Regions from separate parts of the Cydia pomonella genome. Here region 2 is linked to region 1. The links are chromatin contacts, called in public Hi-C maps. All regions are on one chromosome and are shown on one strand. The core of a region is the stretch at or near the end of the contact, and the rest is flanking DNA. Distances in the headings are between cores, read along the strand shown. Region 1 holds the start of LOC133519181 (6-pyruvoyl tetrahydrobiopterin synthase). Region 2 holds the start of LOC133519190 (peptide chain release factor 1).

What was found. Hi-C and Micro-C count contacts between places; a contact is called where the count stands out from the background.
Region 2: a Hi-C map of whole body shows a contact between it and region 1, with 2.5 times the contacts expected there. The contact joins the promoter of LOC133519190 here to the promoter of LOC133519181 in region 1. A contact is called at or near these places in 2 of 2 Hi-C or Micro-C datasets (both in whole body).

Annotation. Positions count from the first base shown.
Region 1 is chr6:18,403,348-18,408,228 of ilCydPomo1, reverse strand. LOC133519181 (6-pyruvoyl tetrahydrobiopterin synthase) reads left to right here and starts at 1,703. Exons shown (of 4, transcript XM_061853145.1): 1 at 1,703-2,014; 2 at 2,459-2,538; 3 at 3,015-3,160; 4 at 3,520-3,826. The coding sequence starts at 1,947. The coding sequence ends at 3,729. It overlaps LOC133519180 (electron transfer flavoprotein subunit alpha, mitochondrial), which reads right to left and starts at 1,528. Exons shown (of 6, transcript XM_061853144.1): 1 at 1,368-1,528; 2 at 1,101-1,241; 3 at 491-971. The coding sequence starts at 1,409.
Region 2 is chr6:18,604,141-18,608,928 of ilCydPomo1, reverse strand. LOC133519190 (peptide chain release factor 1) reads right to left here and starts at 2,667. Exons shown (of 2, transcript XM_061853165.1): 1 at 1,594-2,667; 2 at 688-1,247. The coding sequence starts at 2,565. The coding sequence ends at 1,011. It overlaps LOC133519188 (voltage-dependent calcium channel subunit alpha-2/delta-3), which reads left to right. Exons shown (of 28, transcript XM_061853156.1): 28 at 1-887.

The DNA.
Region 1 (4,881 bases), core at 454-2,953:
ACAATAATTAAATTTAATTGTATTCTTAACCTCTGTTGGAAATATATATAATATTCAATATTTCATATTAGTACTTACTTAAAGCAACTATATTTTCAACATCAATGTTTATCACATTTCTTTACAAGTGAATGGCAAATTGATAAAATTAATCCTTACAGTTTTATTTTCATAGGTGAGACCAAAGCACAGTGTCTCCGCTGGCTTGGCCACCTTGAAAGGATGAGTGACGATTGAGCAGTCAAAAGCGCTTACTACTGGAAGTCGTCCTGTTGGTCATCCTAAATATTGTTGGGCGGATAGAGTGGAGGCAGATCTCCAGCAGCGAAAGCTGATGCGAATCCGCTCTGAGCATAGCAAAGTGGCATGCTCTTGTGTTGGAGGCCAAGATTCATTTTGGGTCATCCCGCCAGTAGTAGAGTTTGTTTTGTATACCCTCATATAAGAATATCGCTTATAAAAATTTAAGTAAACAGTGAAGTTTTATCACCTCCAGACACAATATTCTTAGCGCTGGTAAGCTCGGGCCTGTCCGATTTGGAGAGCTCCTGTGACACCCACTGCACCAAGTCAGTCTTGTAGTCCCCTTCAGGAGCCTTCTCCACAGCAGCAGAGCCTCCTTCCAGGGAATCAGGGGCGAAGGCAGTGCCTCGGACAGTGATGACCTTGATAGCATCCTTGGCTTCAAGTGTTAGCACTGCATTTCCAGCATAGATGGTCCTCACAAATGTGTTAGCATCCTTGACACCAATAATGTCAGTGATAGGCGACACATCCAGCTTGGCTGCTACTCTTGGAAGCACAGCCTTTCCAATGGCAGTAGCTGGTGCCAAGATGTGTGTAAAGTTGAACTGCTTCTGAGTTGCCAGGATAAGGGGAGTGAGTGATTCTGCAGTAAAGCCTTTAAATGCCTCACTCTCAGCTACAAGGACCTTGGAGACACCACCGGCCTTGGCAATCTTCTCAGCTGCCTGTAAATTGCAACAAAAAATATGCCTATTACCTAGTACATAACAATGCAACATGTATTCATTGAAGAAATAAAAAGTTAATTATTATGATAATGTTTACTTAACCTCATAGTGCTTCTTGATACTTACTGGACCACATTTAGTGCCTGCAACTAGTACTGAAATATCTCCGCCGATTTTCTTGGCTGCGCTCAAGGTATTCTGGGTAACTGCAGATAATGCCTCATTGTTATGTTCAGCGATGACCAGCGTGCTCTGCAATCGACGCAACTAAAAACAAGCAATATATACGAAGATACATTAGTATATGAAGGCATCATGATATGATTATCAAATCAATCTTTGAACTCTTATCGATCAACTTAGAGAAGATTTTCAAAACTACTGTTAAATTACCTGTGTAGAATACAACAAATGCCTTGCAGATGGCGAAAACATTTTGCCAGCCAGTATTTAAACCAATTTTAATAAAGTACCAATCAATGAAAAATAATATCTAAAAAGGTTACAAAGTCCACTGTGTATCTGCCAACCAGCCAGTGTAGCAGTGTTGGTGATTCGAAACAAGAATCTGTCAAAATGAGAAACTTTGTGTAGTTTTTATGATGGGCTTAAACAGTTGAATATTATTTTTATAATGTTGCTAGTTTAAAATTCTAAAGACAAAACTAACTTGATCCATTACTGTCATCGTGACTTATGTCAGTGAGTCGATGGTGAGTCGGTGTCTCCATTCAACAATCTCGTTCTCATTTCAAGTTCAAGTCAAGTGTCAAGTAGAATTAGTAGAATGTAATTGGATCAATCGGCTAACTATCATTTGTCTTAATTACTGCCAATTAACTATTTCAGTGATATAAATATTAGTAATTGACATTTAGTAACTGATTGTGTTGAATACTAGTGTCAATACTGATTGAAATAAACTCACAAGTGAATTAAAATAAGTGTTTGTTTTACTGTTGTTACAATAAAATGTCGTCGTTGCCTATTGTATCTATAACAAGAAGAGAAACTTTCAGCTCTTGTCACCGTTTACACAGGTATTGGTGTATTATTTCACACATTTCTTTTATTCCATGAACAAAGTAACGGCAGTTGAGTCAGCTAAGTTTATTTACTTGCTGTCAGCACAAAATCTTTCTGTTAGGCAATTTCAAGTTTTGTGTCATCGGGTTAAGGTTTAGTTTTTGTTGTCAGTACGTAAGTAATGACACGTGAATAAATCACAAGTCGATTGTGTTTTAAATGACTTGATGTACTTTATAGTATAATAACATATTATTTTACAAAATCTGTGCATAAACAAAATATGAATCAACAAAAATGTAAACTATGTTTTTGATAAAGATATTAAAACACAGTTTAAGTAACTTTGTACACCCTGTTGTATACCCTGATCAGCTCAGCAAAGTAAAAACACATTGTTACCTATTTTCTCAGGTGAAAGACCAGGTATCACTAAACCAAATAATTCTTTTTTACAGTCCATTTTTAAGTGATGAAGACAATAAGAAACTTTATGGAAAGTGTAATAACCCAAATGGCCATGGGCACAACTATGTTGGTAAGTAATGTTTAGGCTCTTTACTTAAGTTACAGCTGCAGCTAGCAGTTACACTACAACAGAGCATGTGAACTTCAGATGAAGTGTATTACTAAGCCAATAGGCATTTCACCACACTGCTATTCATATTAATAACATAAAGTAACAGTATTTTTTTTTTCTTATACAGATAAGAAAGAGCACAATAATGTCTTGCCTAATTTATATTAAGCTAATTATCAGAGCAATATATTAATGTAATTATTATTATTCTTGACAGATATTGAATTGTTATACTGATGTTGAATTTAACAATAAGATCATCAAACAAAAGAAAAGTGTATCAAAAATACTTGTATATAATGTTTATAGAATAAATTCTAAATGATTCATAGAAACCTCTAGATTAATACAATCAGCAGAAAAAACTAACAGTTTGAGACAATCAACTCCCGCATTGACCTTGTAAATAATCAAGAAGAACATATATTTTACAGTACTGGTGACAGTAAAAGGTCCAGTAGATGCTCACACTGGGATGGTGATGAACATCCATGACCTGAAGCAGTACATGAAGGAGGCTATCATGGACCCCCTGGACCACAAGAACTTGGATCAAGATGTGCCTTATTTTAAGACAGTGGTAAGAAAATGATCATTGTGAAGCTATAAGCTTAACCTTTGACCACCCAAGAATCAAAACTAGGCAAAAAATAAATATTCAAAAACACAATGGAATAAGAGGCCTTTTTATAGGATAAATAAAAGCCAAGAGTAAAATTTATGCACTTTTGACTAAACATTGCACAAAAAAATGTAATATTCAATTTCATGTCCAATGAAAATTAAAATGCCACTAATAGATATTTAATTGTTGTTTAATTATGTACTTTCTTAAAATACATATAATATATTGAGTTATGATGTTAAATAATTAACCTAATAATTCAATTATTAATAAGTAGATAAGTGACATATTTCTTATTTTTTTGGAATTTTTAGGTCAGCACCACAGAAAATTTAGCAATTTACATATGGGATCATCTACAGAAAGTAATGGAAAAGCCTTCTCTACTGCATGAAGTGAAAATATTGGAAACTGAGAAGAACCATGTGGTTTACCGCGGCGGCTCCACTTACCCGCGCAAGAAACACGAGAACTCTAGCCTGCATTCCAGCCACCACCACAATGTGTCCTCAGATTCAGATTGATTGAGAAATCCATACAATGCAACATTATATTTCTATAAGAAATGTCTATAATGTGCTTATAATTGTTAGAATAATAAACTAACATTATGTAACATAATTTTTGCAATTTTCAATAGTATATTCCTTTAATTTCGGGTTTGGTTAGTTTGGTTTACCAACATCAAACACTTGGTTGGTCGAAAAATTTTGATTATTTAGTAATTAAATACATAACATAGCTTTCCATATGCAGTTGTCATAATATACCCTTAGATAAAGAAACCCATAATATCCCATACCTATATGTATATGTAGTTACAGTTAGGGCATGTTTCACAATGTCCAAGTAAAGTCCTGAATATGCTAATTGCCACTTATCTGACAAAAAAAGTCATCGTTAGCGTTTCATTATCTTCAAATAAGCTTAACTGGTAGATAAATACCTTTATAAATTACTGTCTGTTTCACTTTATCCTACTGAAGTCCTAAATAAGCTTCTCGCCACTTATCTGTCGAATAGTCATCATTGGTGTTTCACAAATCCTCAAATAAGCTTAACTGCTAAGTTTTGCAGGAATTTGAATGTGGCAGGTAATTTACTTGTTAATTAGCAAATACTTGGACATTATCAAACAGGCCCTTAGTTACGAATACTGCTTAACAGCAAAACAGTACTCTTTATCTCTCGCTCACTAATAGGAATTAGTTTCTGGCAGGTAATTCATTTATTAATAAGGTACCTAATACTTGGACATATGAAACAGGCCCTTAGTAACGAATACTGCTTAACAGCAAAACGTGATCTCTCTCGCTAATTGAAATTAGTTTCGCTATCCGACACTAGATGGCAAACCAGTCCCAGTAACGATACTAGGTCGTAGCTATTCTCTAGTGATGTAGTGAATTTTATGATACATACTTATCTACAAGTCATGATCACTCGTTGTTCCCTTCGGTATTATAAATGTAAGGAACATCGTTAGGATAAGGTACCTACACACTACCTATTTTAAATTAATGTTTGTGAATTAAATTCTTTTTTTCTGTGACATTTACACAGAAATTTATTTATTGTAGGTGTGCTAATGAATTTGAAATAGGTAACAATAAACAACGATAGTTTTAAATCGCTTTATACCAAGACGTAAATAAATACAATAGATAAGCAATAAA
Region 2 (4,788 bases), core at 1,418-3,917, 200 kb before region 1:
CTAGCTACTTTCATGCTCCCAATGTGCCACATGGACATGGCTAGTAAAAGTTTATATTTAATTGTCACCAGAGTTGAAAGATTGTATTTAATTTTAGTATTAAACATTATTTTCAGTGGCAAAACTGAATGTGAATAAAAGAATAGGGTTGGCGGGTGGGAAATAAAGAAATGAATGTAAATATAAGATAGTTAGCTTTTCAACAAATTGAAACAAACCCGTTGTATTCATTCTAGCTATGTTAAATATTCATAATATTATATATGCAAACATTTTATGTTGTATGTTAAGTTTATTCTAGTCTTCAGTAATTCAATTTATAAATATTATAGTAAGTACATAAGTTTACATAATTCTGAGAGATTGGTCGGCGTTTCCGTCCTGATAAATTTGTAATATTGCTTGACACTAAGATTGAATTTTCTTGCAAAGATTGTTGTCAGTTCGGTTTTCGGTATACTGATGTTCCAAAAACCAGCTTGGATAGTGAATTTGATTTAGTAAATATTTTATACCTAGTAAAAATTTTCGTGTGAATGATTATTTCACATTCTATTATCAAACACATAGGTTGCATTACATTTGAAACTGCACATATCACTTGTTTCTCATGCAACTAATATAATATACTAATACAATAAATACCTATGACTATGGTGTGAAATAATTATTAACACTTTAGAGATATTTTAAACAAAAAATATTATTTTATTCAATTTATTAAATACTTTACAGTCATATTTCTATTTGTAAGAATATATTTTAGTATTTAGTAAAATACATATTTTGAATCTCTGTCATAAAATAGAAATGTGATTATTTATTTCCTTGAAATAAAATGTGATTGTTCATTTGGTAAAGAATAAATATTTGTTGTTTTGGTTTAACAGTATTTTTAATTAACTACTTTTATCTCGATACAGCAGCCCAGCAATGGGACTTATATAGGCTGAATTATTATTTATTATCTCGATACAGACTACAATTAATTAAATAAAATGACTTACAGTCTAACTAGTAGAGGCTTCCTCCTGCCCATATTTCCTATTGAATTCCTCAATTTCACTCATAACAGTTTGATAGCGTGCCTCTCTCAGAAGAGATTCCTGGAGCTCTTCCAGTAGGTCGCCTCCCTCCATGAAGGCCTTGAGATTGTGCACCGTACTGCCGCCTGGCCGGTGCTCAGTCACTCTATCCTGAGGATAGTTGTATGTTCTGATTTTTTCATTTCTATTGCTTGACCCAACCTGTAATAGAAAGAATAAGCATATATCCGTCTATTACATAAATATTACACAACACCTGGGACACACGGTACTGAGGTGATCACAAAGTGTCTTGATTTACCAATTCAAGTATATATTCTTGGCACCAACAAGGTCCTATCCCTGTCATGAAATAATTGTGTGCAGAGAATTAAATTTTGGTCAGTTGTAAATTCCTTAATAAATCTTAAAAAAGCATGCAACAACTTCAACATTATAATTAATTTTTAAGAAATATAAAGGAATGTTATATAAAGAACCAAGTTACTAATAATATAATCAAATTGATTATTTTATTTCTTCAATCAATAATAATCAATCAACCAACCTGGGATTTCCTCTCTGCATTGATTTTGGATGTCAGTTCTTCTTGTTGCTTCTGTAGCAAGAGAGTCCTCAGTTTCTGCATGGCAATTTCTTTATTTTTTATCTGTGACCGTCCCTCCTGGCAGTCTACAACAGTGCCAGTCGGCAGGTGTGTGATACGAACAGCACTGTCCGTTGTATTCACATGTTGTCCCCCTGCACCACTTGCTCGCTTAGTTTCAATTGAAATATCCCTATCAGGTATATCTAGTTCAACCTCACTAGGCTGCGGCAAAACTGCTACCGACACTGTGCTAGTGTGTATGCGGCCTCCCTTTTCTGTAGCAGGTATTCTTTGAACTCTGTGCACCCCGGCTTCTAGCTTCATGAGCTCTGGCACACCAATTCCTTTAATCAGCATGGAACCCTTTCTAATACCCCCAATGTCAGACTTTTCAATAGAAGCTATATTTACTTCCCAATCCTTAAAATTTGCATACGATTCATATAATTCGAAAAGCTCTCGGGCAAACAGCATGGCCTCTTGACCACCTGCGCCGGCTGTGACTTCTAGCAAAATGCCACCCTCTGTTAAATATGGTTGAAATAGAACTGACTGGAGGTCACTGTCTACTTCCTTGAGACGTCCGAGATAAATCTGAGCCTCCTCCTTAACCATTTTCTTCATTTCATCATCCTGGTTCTCTTTTTTATTGAGTTCTTTGAGGTTTTCGATACTGTCAAACAAAGCTATCCTTTCCTCAAGTACTTGAACAATAGGCTTTATTTCACGCAGTCGTTTGACTTCTGCATCGTTGCGACGTGATTTAATTAAAAGTTCTTCGTGTTCTAACAATAAATGTCTAAGATACTTTTGCACGGCTGGTTCAGATAACTTCAATGAATTTTCGGAAGAATAACATTGTCGGAGTAAAAGAGAATGCCTGCCTATTTTAAACAACGATCTTATTGTTGACATTTTTGTAAGCAACATCACTGTTTGTAGTAAACTAATAAGAACTAATCAATATCATCAAATTTAGAATTGTTTTCGAGGCAAAACTTTAAGGTTATAATTTGACCGAAGATTAAATTGTCACTGTCAAGTGTCAATGTTACTTAACTTTTTTACAGTTCATAAGATTCAAGTTTGTTTTCTTTGTTTTTTTACGTTCGTTTTATTTCGATATACATAGTATATGTTGATTATATTTTAATTGGGAATTATGATAGTGATGCTTAAAATATTTCAAGTGAACTGAATACTGATAAATTTACCATACATTTTGTATATTATATATTTATGTACTATTTGGCGTATGCTGCCATCTACTGATGAATAGCATAGCAATTACAAAGTTGTTCTACAAAGATTCCTCAACAGATGGCGTTAAAAAAAATATAATTTCAGTAAATTATAACAGATGGCAGTACAGTATAATATAGTGATGTAAAATTTTGGCATCACTGGCACTGGGACCGTGCGAAGTGCATGGTGGGGGTAAGTAAAGCGATCCCAGCGCATAAGGTGGTAAAAATTTGAACTAACTGCGGATAGCGTCTTTAACATTTCGTACAATTATATGGCTCGAAATGAAACTTTGATTTACGATTACTCATGAAATATTCATTTAAATTGTATGGTGTAAGGGACCATTGTAATCTGTATGAAATGCTTAATATAACTAACGTATTTATTTTGATAATTGTTAATAATGTATCCATGTAAATAGCTTTGCAAATGCCACATATTGCGTGATCTTTTTCTAGAAGTTAAGAATTGATATTGTAAGTTATCCTGAAAAGATAGACATTTAACATCGTGGACTTTTTTGTAGACCTATGAATGAGAAACAACCCCACCATACATTGTGTTGTTATAGGTCAAACGGATTAGGCAGCGTTTTCGATTAAAGGTCCTAGCCAGCGTGATTTTTTCCGACAACATCGTTATATTTCAAACAATTTACACAAAACCTTAACAAGTTATATACTTTAACCTTCCTCCAGAATCACTCTATTGATAGATGAAAGTCATATGAAAATCCGTTCAGTAGTTTTTAGTTTTGGAGTAGTTTTATAAGATGTAGTGAATTGACGTTTTCCCCTAGACTTGCGGACACTTGGTTGCGTGACAGTCGTGCACGCTCCCAGTTGAATTTATAACAAAATCTAGTAAAATAATTAGCAAATGAGCAATTTGTAATTTGCAATGTAAGTACCAATGTAATGTATGTATTAAGTACAAGCTTTTTATTAACTTGCAATGTACCCATGTATGTACGGGTCAAATTTTGCAAGTTTTTGATCCACTTCCCGGTTTTCGATGAAGCTGAAAATTTGCATACATATGTAAGTCGGGTGACACTGCAATATCTGATGTTGGAGACAGGAGGTAGCCATAGGAACTCTGTGATAAAACAACGCTACCTAATTGTGTTTGGGATTTTTAGAATTGTCTTGATGAGTATTTAGTTGCCTGTGGAAAGAAAAGTACAGTCGGCAATAAAAAGTTGTACTTACCAAAAATGTAATTTTTCCCAAAATCTTGATCTTCTTTAAATTACAGAAAAAGTCAAGATTACTCTTTTTAAAGCCTTCTGTGTATCTTTCTACTCATGTAGCCTGTGGGTCAATTATACGCAAAGAGCGTACAGCGATCTTCGCGTTCAATACAATAACGCGTTCCGGGTGCTGATGGGGCTGCCGCGACACTGTAGCGCGTCTGGCATGTTTGCCGAAGCCAGGACAGATGGCTTTGCGGCCGTCATGAGGAAAAGGTGTGGCTCGCTCATGTCCCGTCTGCGCGGCAGTCCCAATCGCATCTTGAGCATTTTTGCTAACCGCTGGGACAACCCTATGTTAGCCCGGTGGACGTCCATGCATGTTGTCAAACACTGCTGACCCTATGTTGTGCTTATTATGTTTATTTATTTATTTTATTTTATTTTACTTTTTAGTTAGTTAAGAACAGCCATTAATAATTAGTTTTTAAGATTAACTAACAAGATTGTATGGGCTCTGTCTGAAATAAATGTTTTTATTTATTATTATTATATTATTAATTACATATAGTGCTCCTCTGCTGTCCTTTTTGGAAGCGTCGAAATTTATTGTCGCCTACAGATGATTTGATCAAAATTATAGCAATTGAGTGAGCCGTCCTAGTCTCGTCCCTCCCTATTCGGTTTAGAGGTTTAGGAATTCGCAAAATTTC